3 separate regions of the Mus musculus genome follow, and all the other regions are linked to region 3. A link is a contact called in public HiChIP or PLAC-seq data. All regions are on one chromosome and are shown on one strand. Each heading gives the region's core, a stretch centred on a gene start, on an enhancer-like site or on the middle of the called end of the contact. The rest is flanking DNA. Distances are from core to core; before and after follow the strand shown. Region 1 holds the start of Bsdc1 (BSD domain containing 1). Region 2 holds the start of Yars (tyrosyl-tRNA synthetase). Region 3 holds the start of AU040320 (expressed sequence AU040320).

The links. HiChIP or PLAC-seq counts read pairs in DNA pulled down with a chosen protein or histone mark.
Region 1: an H3K4me3 HiChIP or PLAC-seq map of pro-B cells shows a contact between it and region 3, with 10 times the contacts expected there. The contact joins the promoter of Bsdc1 here to the promoter of AU040320 in region 3. A contact is called at or near these places in 2 of 115 datasets of contacts at active chromatin or transcription factors (astrocytes and pro-B cells).
Region 2: a contact with region 3 is called in an H3K27ac HiChIP or PLAC-seq map of large pre-B cells, with 4 times the contacts expected there. The contact joins the promoter of Yars here to the promoter of AU040320 in region 3.

What each region holds. Positions count from the first base shown.
Region 1 is chr4:129,460,259-129,463,094 of GRCm38.p6, reverse strand. Bsdc1 (BSD domain containing 1) reads right to left here and starts at 1,416. Exons shown (of 11, transcript NM_133889.2): 1 at 1,390-1,416; 2 at 1,093-1,153. The coding sequence starts at 1,400.
Region 2 is chr4:129,188,581-129,191,302 of GRCm38.p6, reverse strand. Yars (tyrosyl-tRNA synthetase) reads right to left here and starts at 1,400. Exons shown (of 13, transcript NM_134151.5): 1 at 1,231-1,400. The coding sequence starts at 1,287. S100pbp (S100P binding protein) reads left to right here and starts at 1,724. Exons shown (of 7, transcript NM_001379590.1): 1 at 1,724-1,761.
Region 3 is chr4:126,752,512-126,755,211 of GRCm38.p6, reverse strand. AU040320 (expressed sequence AU040320) reads right to left here and starts at 1,442. Exons shown (of 21, transcript NM_133886.2): 1 at 1,217-1,442. It overlaps Ncdn (neurochondrin), which reads left to right and starts at 1,783. Exons shown (of 7, transcript NM_011986.4): 1 at 1,783-2,241. The coding sequence starts at 2,209.

The DNA of each region.
Region 1 (2,836 bases), core at 167-2,666, 2.7 Mb before region 3:
ATGGTCCCAGGGCAGCCAAGGGCGACATACACCATGAGACCCTGTCTCAAAATAAAACAAACCACGACCACCACCAATAACAACAAAATAACTTGTCCAAGTTCCCAGAAATGTAAGGAACTAAAGGGAGAGATTAAGTCTCTTCCTGAAAGCCTCGAAACACACGGGGAGTCCTCACAGGACAGGACACCTGCCGGATAGCACACTTTCTTTGCATGCTTGAGGTCTCATATTAATCCTTAGCGTAAAGTCCTGCCTCTCCATCATCAATAAAACTTCCAGCACAGGGAATTCTCAGATGTGCTGAGCTGTAGCTTGAGCGGAGGCTTCCCAGGAGAACCCGGAGCAAGGAGAAAATAAAAACAAAAACCAAAAAACCAAAAACCAAACAAACAAAAACCGTTCCTAAAGTACTGGGCTGACTTGAGATCAGAAGCCTCTCGGAGTCTGCCCTGAAGCACGACTCCCTTCACTTGCTTGAGGTAAACAGTAATTAGTTACCCCACGACTTAGTTGGGCTGCCTGTAAATAAAGGAATGTGGGATAAAACAGGAACACCAACTGGCATTGCCTAGGACAAGGACAAGCATTAGTCACAATCACAGCCACTTCCCCAGGTCTCCACTCTCTGGCCCCCCCTCATCCCTTTGTAAACCAGTCACATAGGCACCATCAGGTACCAGCGCATATGGCAATCCTCATCTCTACCCGGATTCTTGGCTACACCTTCCTTGGCATGCTCATGACTCCCTAGTCTGGACAATTAGGGACTGCCCTTTCCCGGTATTCACAACAGTAACTAAGCAACTATTTTGCTTGACTGCCTCCACACCAGACTGAGCTTTGTGAGGCCCAAGACTATCTGTCTGGCTAAGGTCTATATCCTCCCAACCTGTCTGTGAGTAGTGACTGTCACATATTCTAATAAATATTGCTGTTTAAGAGTAAGATGTTGTTAGTGGTGGTGTTCTACCCTTTTCTCGTAAATGGCCTCACAGAAGCTCAAAAAAACCCAAGCAGGGGCTAGCTGGGGTTGGTTGCAAGGAGACGGCCGCGGTGCCCTGCCGAGGGAAGGGTGCTGGCCCGGCTTACCTTCTCTTTGACTGCCTGGTAGCTCTGCTGCAGCCAGCTCCGCCACCACCCCACGTCCTCCCTGTGGAAGACAGACACATCTGACGGCCCTGCCGGGCGACTCCAGCCCAGCCTCCGGCCGGAGATGAGGCTTTTCCGGCCGCTTCCCCATGCCCTCGCACCACGCCTCCGCTCTGCCCTTCCAGCTCAGTCCGCACCCGCACCGGCAGCCTGTCCCCAACAGGGACCCCTGGCCCAGTACCCCATCCCTCGAAAAGCCCAAGCCCCCAACGCCAGAAAGCGGAACGCCAAGCTCACCCTTCCGCCATCTTGCCAGCATGACATCACCACTATTTACCGACCTTTGACTTCCGACACGGCACCGCCCCCTCAGGCTCCGCCCCCATGAGCGTGCCCCAATCTTAACACAAGGACAACTCTCCGCCCAGTCCCCGCCCCCCTACATCAATGTGTCTGGCCTTTGTCCAATCCATGTCCCAAATGCGATTTGTCCCGCCTCTGAACTCTCGATCCAATGGTGTGTAAGATTGTCCTCGGGTCCCACCAACCAGCCGCTAGCTTTCCCGGTAGTCCCTGACTACAGTGGCCTCTCCGGGCCAATTTCGGCAGGCTCGTTAGACCGCCAATTAGAAGGCGAGGCGAGGAAAGGAGAGGCCGGGTTGGGACGTTGTGTTCTTAGAACCTGGAGTTAAGTTCCGCCCCCCTTTGTGAAGCCAGCCGCGTAGCAGCTCCTTGGTGTTCTGCTGCAGGCTAATTCAGCAAGCTCCGATTGCGGACCTCAGAGCCAGAGTAAGGCTATGGGGAGAATCCAGAGCTCTCCTCGGGATGACACCCAGGATCATTTGGAGAGGCAGATACATATTCACATTATTTCTTAAGCCCGATTTAAGAAAACGCTAGCTGAAAGTGTTCTGGAAAAATCCCACTGATAGGGGGGAATTGAGGTCTATTGTGTGGTGGAAGGGGGATTTACATAGATCCTGTGGCCCTACCTACTACTTCCTCAATCTACACAAACCCCTCCTTCACCTCCAGCAGGAGGTTGACTCCCCTCCTCGAAGGCTACACTGTAATCAAGGTCATCACTGCTACCTGATCCCATAGCCTCTTACCTGCCTGAGGAACAAGCTATATACTAATTCTCCCAGTGTTCCCCAAGGCCTCCCATCTAACTTTCAAAAAGATTGTTGCTGGTATTTCTCCTGTCTAAAAAACTAACAACTATTGGATGGATCACAGGGCTCCCAATGGAGGAGCTAGAGAAAGTACCCAAGGAGCTAAAGGGATCTGCAACCCTATAGGTGGAACAACATTATGAACTAACCAGTACCCCGGAGCTCTTGACTCTAGCTGCATATGTATCAAAAGATGGCCTAGTCTGCCATCACTGGAAAGAGAGGCCCATTGGACACGCAAACTGTATATGCCCCAGTACAGGGGAATGCCAGGGCCAAAAAAAAAATGGGAATGAGTGGGTAAGGAAGTGGGGGGGAGGGTATGGGGGACTTTTGGGATAGCGTTGGAAATGTAATTGAGGAAAATATGTAATAAAAATAAATAAATAAATAAATAAATAAATAAAAAAATAAAGTAGACCACCATAAGGCTGTTAAGGGAGAAAAAATGGAATGAGTAATTTCCAGTGGTCTTTCTCCCTTCTAAGGTCCATGCTTTGCCTGCAACGAATGCACAAGGTTTAAAGCTAAAAAATGCTGTGATAAATGATTTGTGCTACTGAACAAGA
Region 2 (2,722 bases), core at 151-2,650, 2.4 Mb before region 3:
ATATTCTAGAACTTTAACCTTGTGGGTATACAAGAACTGACTAAAATGTACCCTTCGAAGAGGTGAATGAATGTTCTTAGTGACAGGGTCTCTGTATAGAGCTCTACCTAGCCAGGAACTCATTATGTAAACAAGGCTGGCCTCCAAATTGCAGCCACCCCCCTGTCTCTGACTCTCAGGTATTAAGATTACAGGTAGCATGTACCACCACACCCAGGATAGGTAAATTTAAAAAAAAAAATAGCTTGGTGGTGCAACCGCCCTTAGCGTAATTCTAGTCCAGTCTTTATCTGGCTTGTAAAACAAAGTTTACAAGCCCCTCATGACTTGGCTCCTACCTGTCTCTCCTTAGAGAACATGTCAAAGGACAGCAATAGGTTCTGTGGAGGAACATCAGAGGCACGGGCAGGCAGGGATGGAAACGGTTCTGTTGGCAGGGAGTTGTGGTGGCCGAGCAGTACTGTGCTTGCTTTATTCCATTTAAATCAGTGTCCTTGGACAAAGGGTGTGTGAGGGCACTGAAGGCTGAGTCCAGGGCCTTACTCATGCTTTACCACGGAGCTGAGCCTAGCCTTCTCCCTGTTCTACAATATTCTTGCTTCCCCTTGGGTCTTCCCTGTCTGAAATGCAGTTCTCAGCGCCCGCGTGTACACAACACACACACACACACACACACACACACACACGCCAGAAGAGGACGTCAGATCCCCTGATACAGGCCGTACCGAATAACCTGACATGGGTGCTGGGAACTGAAAACGGGTCTTCTGTAAGAGCAGTACTTTCTTTCCATTTCAGAGCCATCTCTTCGGCCAGCTCGCCCCTTATTTCTTTTCAGAACTTCAGTCATAGGAACTTTCAGTACGTGTTTTATTTGGGTTATAGGTCCTTTTAAATTTCCGGTTCTCTCCGCCAGAGTCCTGGAAAGACATGGCCCTGACTCCCTAGAGCCTAGCAGTGCTCCCGGCATGGAATAGGATGGGTGGAATGAGGTTCCCAGCCCCAGGAATGGCTGGAGCACAAGCTACGTGCACACAAAGGGTGAGCCCACTGGAGTTTCTCTTGCACCCTGAGAATGGCTGCTTGACTGATCAACTAGCAGAGAGGGCCGTAGAGCCGCCCAGGCGCGGAGACCGCGGCCCCACTCGTTTAGGGATTGGCATCGGGAATCATGGGACTTCAAATTCTCGGTACCCAACGGCGCATCCCAACCCCCCACCAAGGCCTGACCTGCAGGTTCCGGGTGATAAGATGCAGCTTCTCCTCAGGGCTTGGAGCATCACCCATGGCTCCGCTGTCTCTGTTTCCCGCGCTCAGCCGGCACCCGCGCCCTTTCCTCGTTCGCCGTCGTCTCCGCGTGCCGGGAACTGTCACGCTAGTCCCGTCGGGTTGCATCAGCTGAGCTCGTCGCTCCGCTTGCTAGGCCTAGATTCTGTCTGTCCCCTCCTCTCCCCGAGCATCCCCGAGTCAGGAGCAGCAGAGAGTCGAAAGAATCGATGAAACAGGAAGGGGCGGAACCATCCAAAAAAAAAAAAACCAAAACAGTGTAGGTGGAGCTGGGGGGCGGGGTTAGGAAGGCCGCCCATGACGCACCCTCTCAGGGGCGGGGCGGTTTCCTGCCAATCACTGCTTGCTTGCCCTCCCCCTGGTGTTGGCCCCGCTGCCTCGGGGTGGGGGAGGTCGTGAAGGGGGCGATAAAATGGCGCAGGGGGCGGAGTGAGGTGCTGCCGCTCGCCCAGGCTTTTGGCCCGGCTTCCGGAGGTGAAGAGCGGGCGGGACGTAAGGGTCGGCGCCCGTCGTCTAGGCGAGGGGTCGGGGGGGAGGGGGCGGGCCGCCTGTTGCTTCTCCACAGGGCCGCGTTCTTCGTCTTGCCCCCGTGAGGAGTAGGGAAGCTCGTCTCGCTGAGGGAAGGGCTGCTTCTCGCGCCAGAGGTGATGGCGGGCGGGGAGGTTGTCCCTGCCCCCCACCTCCACATCCGTGGGCGAGTGACGCCCCTCATCCCGCTGAGGAAAAGGGAGCTGTCAGGTCCTCGGGCCGCCGGCCCTGCCAGTGGGGGCGGGGGGGGGGGTCTTCCTCTCCCGGTGCCTGCCTTCCCCGCGGGAGGCTGTTGCTAGGGAGAGCGGGGATGGCGGGCTTCCCGCGGGGCGTCGTGGCGGGAGAGGGCGACCCACTCCGGGCGACCGCGGGCCGCAGCCTGCCGAGATGTGGCAGTCAGCGTCTGTCCCCTGAGGTCGGGTGCCCTGGCGGAGCCCGCGGGGGGACCTGGGTCGCCCCTGGGGGGAGGGGCGCGGAGGGAACACGCGCTCCTCCCGCTATCCGCGGGGAGGCGAGGACTCGCTCTCCCGAGTGGGAGGAGGAGGGAAGTGCAGAGGCCCTGGGCGCGGCGGGCGGGCGGGTAGTGTTCCCGACGGGGAGGCCCGCGGGCATCCTCGCAAGGTATCCCTGGGCCACCGTTGCTGGGTTTCATCCAGGGCCGCAGGGAATGCTGCAGACACCTAAGGTGAGCCCTTCTTCAGAGGGCCACCAAATGAGGACGGAGTTCACCGGCTGCCCTCATTTTTTGTTTTTTGTCCTCCCCCCCCCACCCCCCCGTGGTTGTTAAGAGCCCCAGGCTTTAATAGACTATTCTTGTAAAAGAAACCTGTTGCTTCAGTTTAGAAAAATCTGCTGCCTGGGCCTGTGTGGGAATTCTTGGCTCCCTAGTCTGGGGGAATTGTTACCT
Region 3 (2,700 bases), core at 193-2,692:
AATCACTGCTAGGGTCCAGTTAAAGGCTTGCTGACCAGAGGCAGGAACGACAAAACACTGCTAAGACCCAAAATGTTTGTTATCAAATCAAAGGGTAGCAACCCAGGGAGAGAACACACACACCCCCACAATACTCGACAAATGAAAATCTAGAAAAGCTCCCGGTAGTTCTGGCATTTAGGGCGTTACAAGTACACCCGAAATAAAAGCACGCTGTTGCAGCAGCTGTTCAGATACAGCAGGGGGTAATGTTTACTTAATACTTCAGGTTGATGGGGAATGTATCATAGTTCAGTCTGTCAGCTACATACGTGGAACTCCATTTATATACACAGCGATAAGATATGTTTGAATAACGACAGAGCCGGTCTATTCAACGGGTGTGAGTAATCAAGAATAAAGCTTTAAGAAAGAAAGAAAGAAAGAAAGAAAGAAAAAAGTCCTAGATGTTTGAGAAAGTTACAGAACAGACTGCATGAATAGCTTTGCTTATATTTGCAAACACTGTTTTCCAAATAGCTGGAAAAATGAACAGATTGTTCTAGGAGGTCGTCTTTCCAATTTGTTCCTAGTTTCCAGTCTGTTAATCACAAGATAGCACAAGGAGAGTCAGCTAAGGAGCTTTAACAGCTTCTATTGTCAGTTGGGCACAACCACCGTGAGATGAGACCAGGCAAAGCATTCCTGGAACCCCGCCTGAGGTCTTCTACTTTGACTTCCTTCAGTTCGCTTTTTGTGCTCACTGCAGCCACCGCAGGACCCTCTAAGGGGCATAATTGTCAAAATTCTCAAGGAGGAAGGTTTTCGCCAACGAGCCCAGCCCCGCCCCCTTTATTCTGTATCAACTTTTTTTTTTCCCTTTTCTTTTCTTTTAATCTCGATGGGAAGATCATCAAACACCAGAGACAGCAACTCGGGACGAGGCTGCAGAGGTCGAGAGTATCATAAGGACCGCAGTGCCTCAGCCTGGTCTGCCCATATGTCAGGGAATAGAGGGAGCTGCCTGACCAGGCCTGAGTCCCAAAGCGGAGGGGTTCAGATTGGGACTCTGGCACCTGCAAGGCTAGAAGCAGCAGATTTGTCCTGTCCCAGCCAGGAGCGCCATCTCCGGGTCCCAACGCCGGACCAGCGTACCCGAGGCATCGCCCGTCCCGCCTCTGCCCCTCCCCTGAGCTCCTGGTCCTCGGCCTGGCAGTCAGCCGCCCCGGCCACCTACCGGGGCTCAGGGCCACATAGAGGGGTGCCGGCTCTCGGCGGCCTCCGCCTCCTCCCGATCCATGGGCTCGGGGACCCCCAACCTTCTCTCCCCTCACGCAGAGGAGGAAGAAGGAAGTGCTGGCTCCCCACCCGGACAGCTCCCTCTTGCCTCAGCCTCCCTGGACAGCGACCGCGGCCGGAAACGCCGCCTCCTTCCCACCTCCCGGGGCTCAACCCGGAAACATACTCTTCACGCTGAGCCAGTCCTCCTGCCCCCACCCTCCGGAAGCGCAATTCCAGCCGCGAGCCCAAAAGTGGGAGGAGGGGCGGCGCTGAGGGGAGAGCTACGCACAAGCGAGGACGTCCGGGCCCTCAGCCTTTGGCCGCGAGCCCTTGCGGGGCGGCCCGCACCTTTCCTCCTTAGCTCGAGCACTCAGGCCCCAGACTCGGGCAATTGCCCACAAGCAAGATGGCCGCACCGGAGGCGCCCCCCTACTGCTTAGCGCCCTGCTGTGCCATTGGTCAGAGTGCGGAGTGAGCCCAGCGCCGATTGGTCGAGAGCGATGCGGGGGTGGGGGTGGAGCTGTAGCAGCCTGGAGCCAAGAGTGGGCAACGCGGCGTGAGCAGCAGCCCCAGGCTCCCGGAGCATCGCGCCCGGAGAAAGACTTCGCCGCTCGGGGCCGCAGCCTGGTGAGCTCAGCCCCCTTCAAGCCCTCCCCTGCATCTCAGCCGGAGCCTCTCCGAACCGGCGCTGATCGATGCCGAGACTCCCCAGGGACCCTATCGCGACTCCATCGTGCCATATCTCGACATCACCGTACCCTGTCGAGACTCCATTTTGTCACAACCCCTTTCAGTATTTATCTATCTACCTATATATTTTTTTAAATTTGCCCTATCATATTTGGGGGCTGTCCCCTTCATGTCGTGATTTCGCTGTGATCTCTCCGTGACATCACCGCGCCATCGTGAAGTGTGATCTCATCGCTGCCCTGTCGTTCGACTTCATCAATGTCGTGTTGTGACCTGGCTGCGGCGGGACAGGTGGTGACCGCCAGGATCCCTTCTCCCCTTCTCATCTCTCCATCACTGCAGCCCCGCTTCGATTATCCGGCTTTTGGATTCTGTTATCCTGAGAGCCACCCGACCCCTCTTTCCTTCTCCAGCCAGTGCCGGCACCCACAGGCTGTTAGCGGGACGGACAGGGAGAGTACAGGGAGCACAAGGGGTTAATGTTGCTGCTGCTGCAGCAGCAGCTGCAGCTCCTGCTCTTGCAGCCTCTGCAGCCTCTGCAGCCTCTGCCCGAGGGAGGGAAAGAAGAGAAGGCAAGGAGGCTGCGGGGGCGATTAAGAGCCCTGGCTGGAGGGGTGGGTCCACAGGGGAGTCTTCAAAGCCTTCTCTGGAGAGCTTGCCTTCTCACTCCTGCTGAAGCCAGTCTACTTTCTCTGAAGAAGGGAGGGGAAAGGAACCCTAGAATGTCCTTTTCTTCCTTGTCGGCGTGAG